2 separate regions of the Dromaius novaehollandiae genome follow, and region 2 is linked to region 1. The links are chromatin contacts, called in public Hi-C maps. All regions are on one chromosome and are shown on one strand. Each heading gives the region's core, a stretch centred on a gene start, on an enhancer-like site or on the middle of the called end of the contact. The rest is flanking DNA. Distances are from core to core; before and after follow the strand shown.

What was found. Hi-C and Micro-C count contacts between places; a contact is called where the count stands out from the background.
Region 2: a contact with region 1 is called in a Hi-C map of brain, with 2.5 times the contacts expected there. The contact joins the promoter of SLC39A13 here to the enhancer-like site in region 1. A contact is called at or near these places in 3 of 4 Hi-C or Micro-C datasets (brain, liver and ovary).

Annotation. Positions count from the first base shown.
Region 1 is chr5:45,702,956-45,706,636 of bDroNov1.hap1, forward strand. MADD (MAP kinase activating death domain) reads left to right here. Exons shown (of 37, transcript XM_064512699.1): 36 at 2,480-2,526. Among named protein-coding and RNA genes, the nearest start is that of MADD, 70 kb to the left of the region's middle. Within about 2 kb of position 1,581, at least 2 of the 2 cell types and tissues checked have open chromatin away from gene starts, as enhancers often do.
Region 2 is chr5:45,851,870-45,855,550 of bDroNov1.hap1, forward strand. It overlaps SLC39A13 (solute carrier family 39 member 13), which reads left to right and starts at 1,657. Exons shown (of 9, transcript XM_064512730.1): 1 at 1,657-1,843. It overlaps LOC112979221 (a long non-coding RNA gene), which reads right to left and starts at 1,779. Exons shown (of 5, transcript XR_003258131.2): 1 at 1,068-1,779; 2 at 331-454.

The sequences.
Region 1 (3,681 bases), core at 331-2,830:
GAAGTTGACCCTGTGATTTTAGAGCAGAATGCAAGCAGAAGTCAGTGGTCGTTGCCCACAAATAGAACTGGAGATTTAAAGCAAGTGAGAAAATGTTAGGCTCTTCCCTCTGGAATTTGAGTTACTGCTGTGTACTTGTGCTTTACTTTCTTGTGGCCCCTTCACTGCCGCTGCTATGAAAACCTTCATTCTCCAGCAGGTAAAGTGATGTCCCCTGAACTCGTTCTCTGCTAGTGCCTTATTTTCATTCACAGGATTAAAGGCTGCAGGATGGTGCTTAGTAATTTACTCCCTTCATCCACTTAGTTTAACAACATCAGGATTAAGTTTTAATGCTAGAAAAAGTGCTTCTGGTAATTTCTTAATTTTAGGCTTTTTTATTCTGCAGTGGTAGTGCTTTGACTTCTCTAAGTCTTCCTAATTCAATGCTCTCGGGACAGTTTTCCCAACTGGAAGAGCTTTGAAAGAGTATTTCACTTAAAGACAAGGCAACTGTGAAGTGGGGAGAGAGTACCTTGCCTAGATAGTCTCCTCTTCTTTCTTTTCCTATTCTCAGTTATGGTACAGGACTTTACAACTTCCCTTCTCTCCATCCCTTATGGCACAAGGTCATTACTGCTTCCCCTTCCTGCTTTCTGAAGAGTATATGAACAATTGTATGTTATCCAGTGGGCAGTGAGACTTACACAGCTGTAAAATCCTACCCTATTTGGCTGTGCATCAGCCTCACTCCCACCTTTAACCCCTGGTGACATGGAGTTAATTTGGAACGTCTGGTGCCAGCGGGTAAGGTAGCTTGGATGTGCACCTCATTATCGTCCCAACTCTAGTCACTGGTATCACTGGGGCAGTGCAGCCTGGGTGTGCACTTCACTGTTTTTTGGTCCTTAATGTAACCGCCCCCTCTCAAAGAAAAGGGATAGTTTAAAATTATGATTATAAAAGTAATTATTATTTTTTAAGTTGTACTTTTCACTTCATCTTTTTGGGAATAACAATATCATGACACATTGGAACTGGTAGGCATCGATTTATATTTGGAGTATTTTCTCAAACCCAGTCTGCACTGTCTACTTTTGGCCCCCTAGAGTGTGATCCTTCTTCCTCCCCAGTGTTTAGCTGTGTCATATCATAGTTGAAAAGATGACATCTGCATGGATAGGTTTTGTTGTGGACTTTTTCTAGTTATTCATGCTGAACTCATTTGCCTCTGCTTCTTTTTCTGTCACTAGTACTGTGTGTAATAAAACATTCACTCTTCCTCTATGAGCCTGGTATGATTTGGTTTTGCATAACTTTTATATTACTACTTCTAAATTTTTTTGTTGTGACACAGAAATTCCATGGCAAATTTCAGCTACTCTGGAAGGAAAGTATTCAAAGTTGGTCTTGTTATTCCACTGATCTTAACATTTTAAATTTGCCCTTTGTATGTTCTTAGTGTGGTCTTTGTTCTCTCCTGTTGATTTCCCATGGGATCTGTTCACAACAATATTTATAGACCAAGTGTGGGTCAAAGGCACACTTCAGATGCAGTGCACACTAATGGGAGGGTTGCAGCTTGCTTTTTAATGCAGTCCAGAATGAGAGCAAAAGGCAAATTTTCTTTAGCTGTTTTATGGCCGCTTCCCTTCTGTTAGTTTGAGGCAGTGAAGGGAGCAAGATGACATTTTCTGGATAAAAATTTTTTCATCAGTCCCCTAATTCTCTTTATATGTAAGTCCTCTAGAAATCAAATAAAGCCTGATATTTTTGAGAATACATGTAACTGAAATGAATATTTTGTTTTAAGGCAACTTGTTCAAAAGCAATGAACATCTTTGAGATGTTAAAGTAAATATCAGCGCACACATTTCAGACAGGAGAAAGAATGTCTTCAGAAACTCTCAAGACATAGCTGGGAAACAGTCTTCCAGTGTTGAAAATTTTCCCTTACCTTTTTTTTGTTTGTTTTCCTGGTTTCACTAACTTCCTACCAGAGTGTCCAACAGTTCTTTTGAGATCTGCTTTGCAGCAGAGAAGGATTCAAACATTTAGAAGGCAAAATCTTTAGGAATTGTGTACTGACAAATTTCTAAGGAGTCGTTGGTTTGTTTTATGGTAGTAGGCATTAAGCATATTTTATCATTAAGTGTGTTTTGTCATTAATTCTGCTATCTAACAGGAATAAGTACTATCAGAAAAGCCAGAGGCTGTAAGAACCATCAAATATCTACTATGGTTTTCCAAAGAGAGGCAACAGAATATTTTTGTCAACCTAAGTTATCTATTATGTCATTACCAGTATCTTCAAGGAGACATGTAATGTAAATGACAAGAAAGAAAAACACCTAGAAGTGAGGGATAGTGAGGTGCGCTGTTCCTGCAGTTGCTGTCTGTGCATCCTTTCCTTTTCCTATGGGAACATTGTGCTATTTCTTTTCCCTTTTCCTCTCGTTTTTTGAACTTTTTGTTTTGTCTCTTGCCCGTCCGGTTTTAGTTCCTGAAACTAAAGAAGTGGTGAGCCACAAGTACAAGACGCCAATGGTGAGTCACCTGTGATGCCTTCTAGTAGTTCTTTAGGATGTATCTTTACATTTTCATGTGGTGAAAAGACTCGCATTGAGATCGCAAGATTTGCGATGCTAGCACTGCAGTAAAACACAGGCTGCTTTTTATGTTAGCTTTTAGTTGAGGGAAGACACCAAAACCCGGTGATTCTTGCTTTTGTGAAATTAGAGGAGCTCATGGGTAGTAAAGGAAGGGTAATGCCTTTCATTAAGATAGGTAAAGATTCAAGATAGCCAGTTTGGTTTGAATTTTAACACATTAAATGCTGATGAAACTGCTAAACTGGTGACGGCGCAGATCACAATCCCTTATCCACAGAATAGATGGAAGAGGAGACTAATTTCTGGACATAAAATGATCACTGAGTTTATGAAAAATTCCTGCCTGTTCATATGAAAGTGATCAGTGAGATGCAAGAGAATGGTGTAAGTAGTGATTCCTGCCATGAGGTGGGTTATTGCTGTGCTCTAGTGCTCAGTTTTTATAAAATCTTTGAACACCAACAGTTGACGATGATACTTAGCACTTTTACACATAATATTGTAATAGGCATACGTATGCTCGTGAGTGAGAAATAGAGGCCAATAATTATCATCAGAATTTGAATTTCTCCAGTTACTTAGTGTTTGAAGTGCAGTGTGTTCATATGGTGATTGTATGGAAGCTCACCATCCTTTAAAGGAAGGAGATGGAAAAAAATAAATTACTTGAAGCTACAAATGTGTTAGAATCAAAATCCTTAGAATACATGTGAGATGATTTAAGAAGCGGATAGCTGAATCCTATACCATTTAATGAAAGTTTAATGAAAATGACGAAATTATTTTACACAAGCTTTTGTGGCTTGTCCTCTAATACAACAAAACATGTTACATGTATTAGAAAGATGGTAAATACAAACCTCACTTTTCAAGGCAAGAACTTTTAAGGTCACCAGAATACCAAGTCTAAGGAAACCAAGTCTAAGTCCTATCTTCACTGAATTGCGCTGCCAGTCACTATGCTAAAAGAAGATTCTCTGTTAAATAATAGACTTAATCATTTAAAAATAGGAATTGTAAATTTTGCTAATGCTATACATCATTAGATAGTGAAACTCACTGCTGCTATAAGATAGTGACAAAATAGTTT
Region 2 (3,681 bases), core at 407-2,906, 150 kb after region 1:
CTGGACTCTGATTTAACTGTATTGATCTCTAAACTATCACTGAAAATTCGCTATAGTTAAGAACGCAGCTACCAACTAGGAAAAAGCTCCATCTGATGCACACTGCAGCAGCAGCTGCCACTTGAAGACACGAGCTAATGAGTGCACGTTTCATCCAGAACTCTGCCCTGCTCCCCTGGCTTACAGGGAAACACTAGCTGACGCTGAATGGCTTGGCGTGAAATGCTGCATCCGCTCAAGTCAAAAGCAAACTCCCATTTACTTCACTGAGACCAGGATATCAGTACTGATCCTGATAGTGCGAAATCCTCAAAATGCAGCTTAGGTTACCTGAGGAAGTCCCTGTCTGTAACTATGATAATCGCAGATATGATCCATCAGCCCAGGGAACTGTCAGCCACTGGAGGGAGATTCAGGAAGACAGATGATGGTTATTCAGGCAGTAGGAAAACAGCTGTGGGACACAGGAACCATAAATCTTACAACTTCAGAACAAAACACAAAATTCACATCTTTTGAAAATTCATCTTCAGAGAATTCAGTTTCCTATATAAGCATTCTGCTTGTGAGCAAGAAAGATGTAACTTTCCTTAGACTGCATTTGAGATGCGTTCGTGTAGGAGTGTGCTCCTGTCACATGACCGCAGAGAGAGCAGCCAAGCTGCGCAGGGCGCTGAGGACTGACTTGGTTCTAGCTCTGGCTCCCAGGCATGACATTGACATGATGTAATGGGATCGGGGTGAGACCCGAGAGAGGAGCGGCAGCATTAGCTGCGTCTCCGCAGGAAGTGGGATTCTTTCTGACAGTCGGAGTGAGAAACAAATTCTGTGTCTCAGGGAAAATGGTAAGAGATTAGTACATTTGGGAAACTGTGTTGCTTCAAACTAGCTCAGCTTGTATGAAAGTCAATGTTTGTTCTCCTCTGACCTAATTTCTTGGGCACATGCAGTTTCTACAAACATCTGTAAGAGCTGTGGATATTCGTCACCTGTAGCAGTCAGGACATTAGTGCTTGTGAAGTTTTGGTGTTACATAGGTGTCACCTTGGAGGTTGGAATGCACTCACCTGTTAAAAAAGACTGTACAAGGAGGAAGCAGATAGTTTAAAGGTCGTTGTATCTTTTAAAAACTTTTGGAGGTAAGTCCTGGCATACTTTCCTCTGCCCTAGCATCCAGAAATTCCTCTCGAAAATAGTTTTTCTGTTGTGCTTATCTTTACACATCTGCAGCCCAAAGAATTTATAATCCAACTAAGTAAAAGGTTTTTTTCCAAAACAGATTCCCAATAAATATATTTGCAAAGGGCAGGTCTTCCCCAGCACGCGTTTGTCTGTATCCCACCGTCCGGAAGCCGGTGCCGTTTCTTCTCGTGCGCTCTCCCTCAGAGAGGCACAAACGACCCACAAATACCCCCGGCCCGTTACGGATCCGAGGGGACAAACGCGAAGGCTCTCTGCGAGGGCTGCGCTTTCCGCGGCGGTGGCAGCGCGCCGCGGGGTCGCCGGGGGCAGGCGCGCTCGGGCGGCCGAGCTCAGGCCGCTCGCGCCTCGGCCGGGCCCGGGCGCCCCGGGGCCGGGCCGCGAGCCCCAGCTTCCGCCCCACTGGGCCGGGCCGGGCCGGGCAGCAGCAGGAAGCGCGCCCCGGCGCCGGCCCCCCCGGCGCGGCGGCCGGAAGCGCGCGCTGCAGCGGGGGCCCGCGGCGACGGCGGCGGCGCTGGTGCCGAGGAGGCCGGGACCGACGTGGCCGGCCGGGGGAGGCGGGGCCGAGGGGCCGCCGGGCGGGGCCGGCCCGCGCCGCGTCGAGCCGAGCCGGGCCGCGGCTGGATGGCGGCGGCGGCGCGCGGTGAGGGCGGCTCGCGGCCGGGGGCGGTGCCGGGGGTCGCCGGCCCGCTCCGCCCCGCTGTTCGGGCGGTGGGGGGGGGGGGGGCGCGGCCGCGCAGCTCCGGGCGGCGACGGGACGGGGGAGAGGGGGCGGCGGGCGGCGTCCGGTGTCCGGCCCCGGCGGGGCCCGGCCAGGCGCGGGACAAGTTTGGGAAAGCGGCGGCACCGGCGGGGCCGCTGCTGCAGGAAGCCGTGCTCCGGCGGCGGCGAGCTGCGGGGAGTTCGCGCCGCCCCCCGGGGCCTCGGCTCGCCCCGGCCCCCGGGCGGCGGCCCCCGCCTTCGCCGCAGCCTCCCGGGGCGGCGGCGCCCCGGCAGAGCCGGGGGCTCCCAGCGCGCCGCGGGCTCGGAGCGCAGCGCCGCGGGGCTCGGCCGAGAAAGTTTCAGAAGCAACTTGGAAGAGGCGATGCGCAGGGGCAGCGTGGCTGCGGGGCGCCCTGCCCTGCTCTGCCCTGCCCCGCGCCGCCGGCCGGGGGGTTGTGACGAGGGGAGATGGCACCGCCGTCCCTGCGGGGAGCCGGCTCGCCGCCGCCCTGCTGCCGCTCGGTTGGTCGGGGTCTGCGCCGCGCTCAGCAAACGGCGCAGGATCTGCTCCCTGGGGAGCCCAGCTGCCGTGCTCCTGCATGAGGGTGCGCGAACAGGGTTAACTGCTCCCCCCAGCAAGTATGTCTCACTCTGCGGTTGTCAGCATTCCTCTCATGGAAAAACAGAGCTGTCCGTCCTCTCACAAGCCGTCCGCAACGTTGTCAGACACGGTGCTAAGAGTGGGGCCGCCGTATGATAAGAGAGCGGTATCCTGAACCGGCTCGGGCTGCGGCTGAGGCCCGGCCCGGCAGCGGCGGGCCGCAGGACCCAGGCCCCGAGGCTGGCTGGTAGCAGGAGTCGGGAGAGGTGCCCGGCGCCAACCGAGAGTGGGCTGGGAGGAGGGAAACCTCACCTAGCCCTGAGGGGGTGAAGGTGATTGCTGCCTCTATAAACTTTCCTCATAGGCTGGTTGCTGGGGAAGAAATCACTGTTTCCCAAACTACTGTAGAGTTTGATCAGTATTTTAACCCCCTAGGAAAAGGTATGGTCTTGGGGTTGCGAGGTGTCTAATCTGTTTTGTTCTGTGATACTCTGTCGTTCTTTAGACCTGTACAACCCCAGTTTTTAGCTTTGCATGCTGTGATGTGCATGATTTGTAGAAGTGAAAGTCTCAGTGCAAAGCAATTCTGTATGAGCAGTATGGGGAGAGGGGAAGAGTCCCACCAGAGCGATGGAGCCCCTGAAGGTGGCCTGTGACTGGCAGAGAAGTGAGTGCTTTGGGGCATCAGACACCTTTTGTGCCTCCGCGGAGGACAAGGCTTCCAGCAGGAATTCAGAGCTTTCTGCAGGGCTAATGGAGGGAGGTGGCTTGTGGAGAACTTTTTTGGCTGAAATTTATGCTTCCTCCCTGGAAAATAACTTTTTTCCATTCCATGGAGTGCTCTTTTGCAACTCCAAGACGAGGCAACCAGGCTTCCAGAGAAAACAGTTGCAAAAAGCTTTTTTTCTTTTTTCTTTTTTTTCCCACCGAGAACATCTAAAATGTCATTGTATGGCAGTGAGCGACTGTACTGAGACAGAGCTGAAGCTGTGTGGTCTGAAAAGGCAAAGTGTCTGGGAGGGGAGGAGGCGGGCTGCTGCAGGAATCTCTCTTATGTAAATATTTTATTTTATTTTCTCTTTTCCAGTAGGTTTTTGCCTTGCCGCTTTAAGTTTTGTCTGCACTTTCTCATGCGCTGCTTGCTGCAGATGTGCTTAGTGAGCACTGTGAGGCAGGGG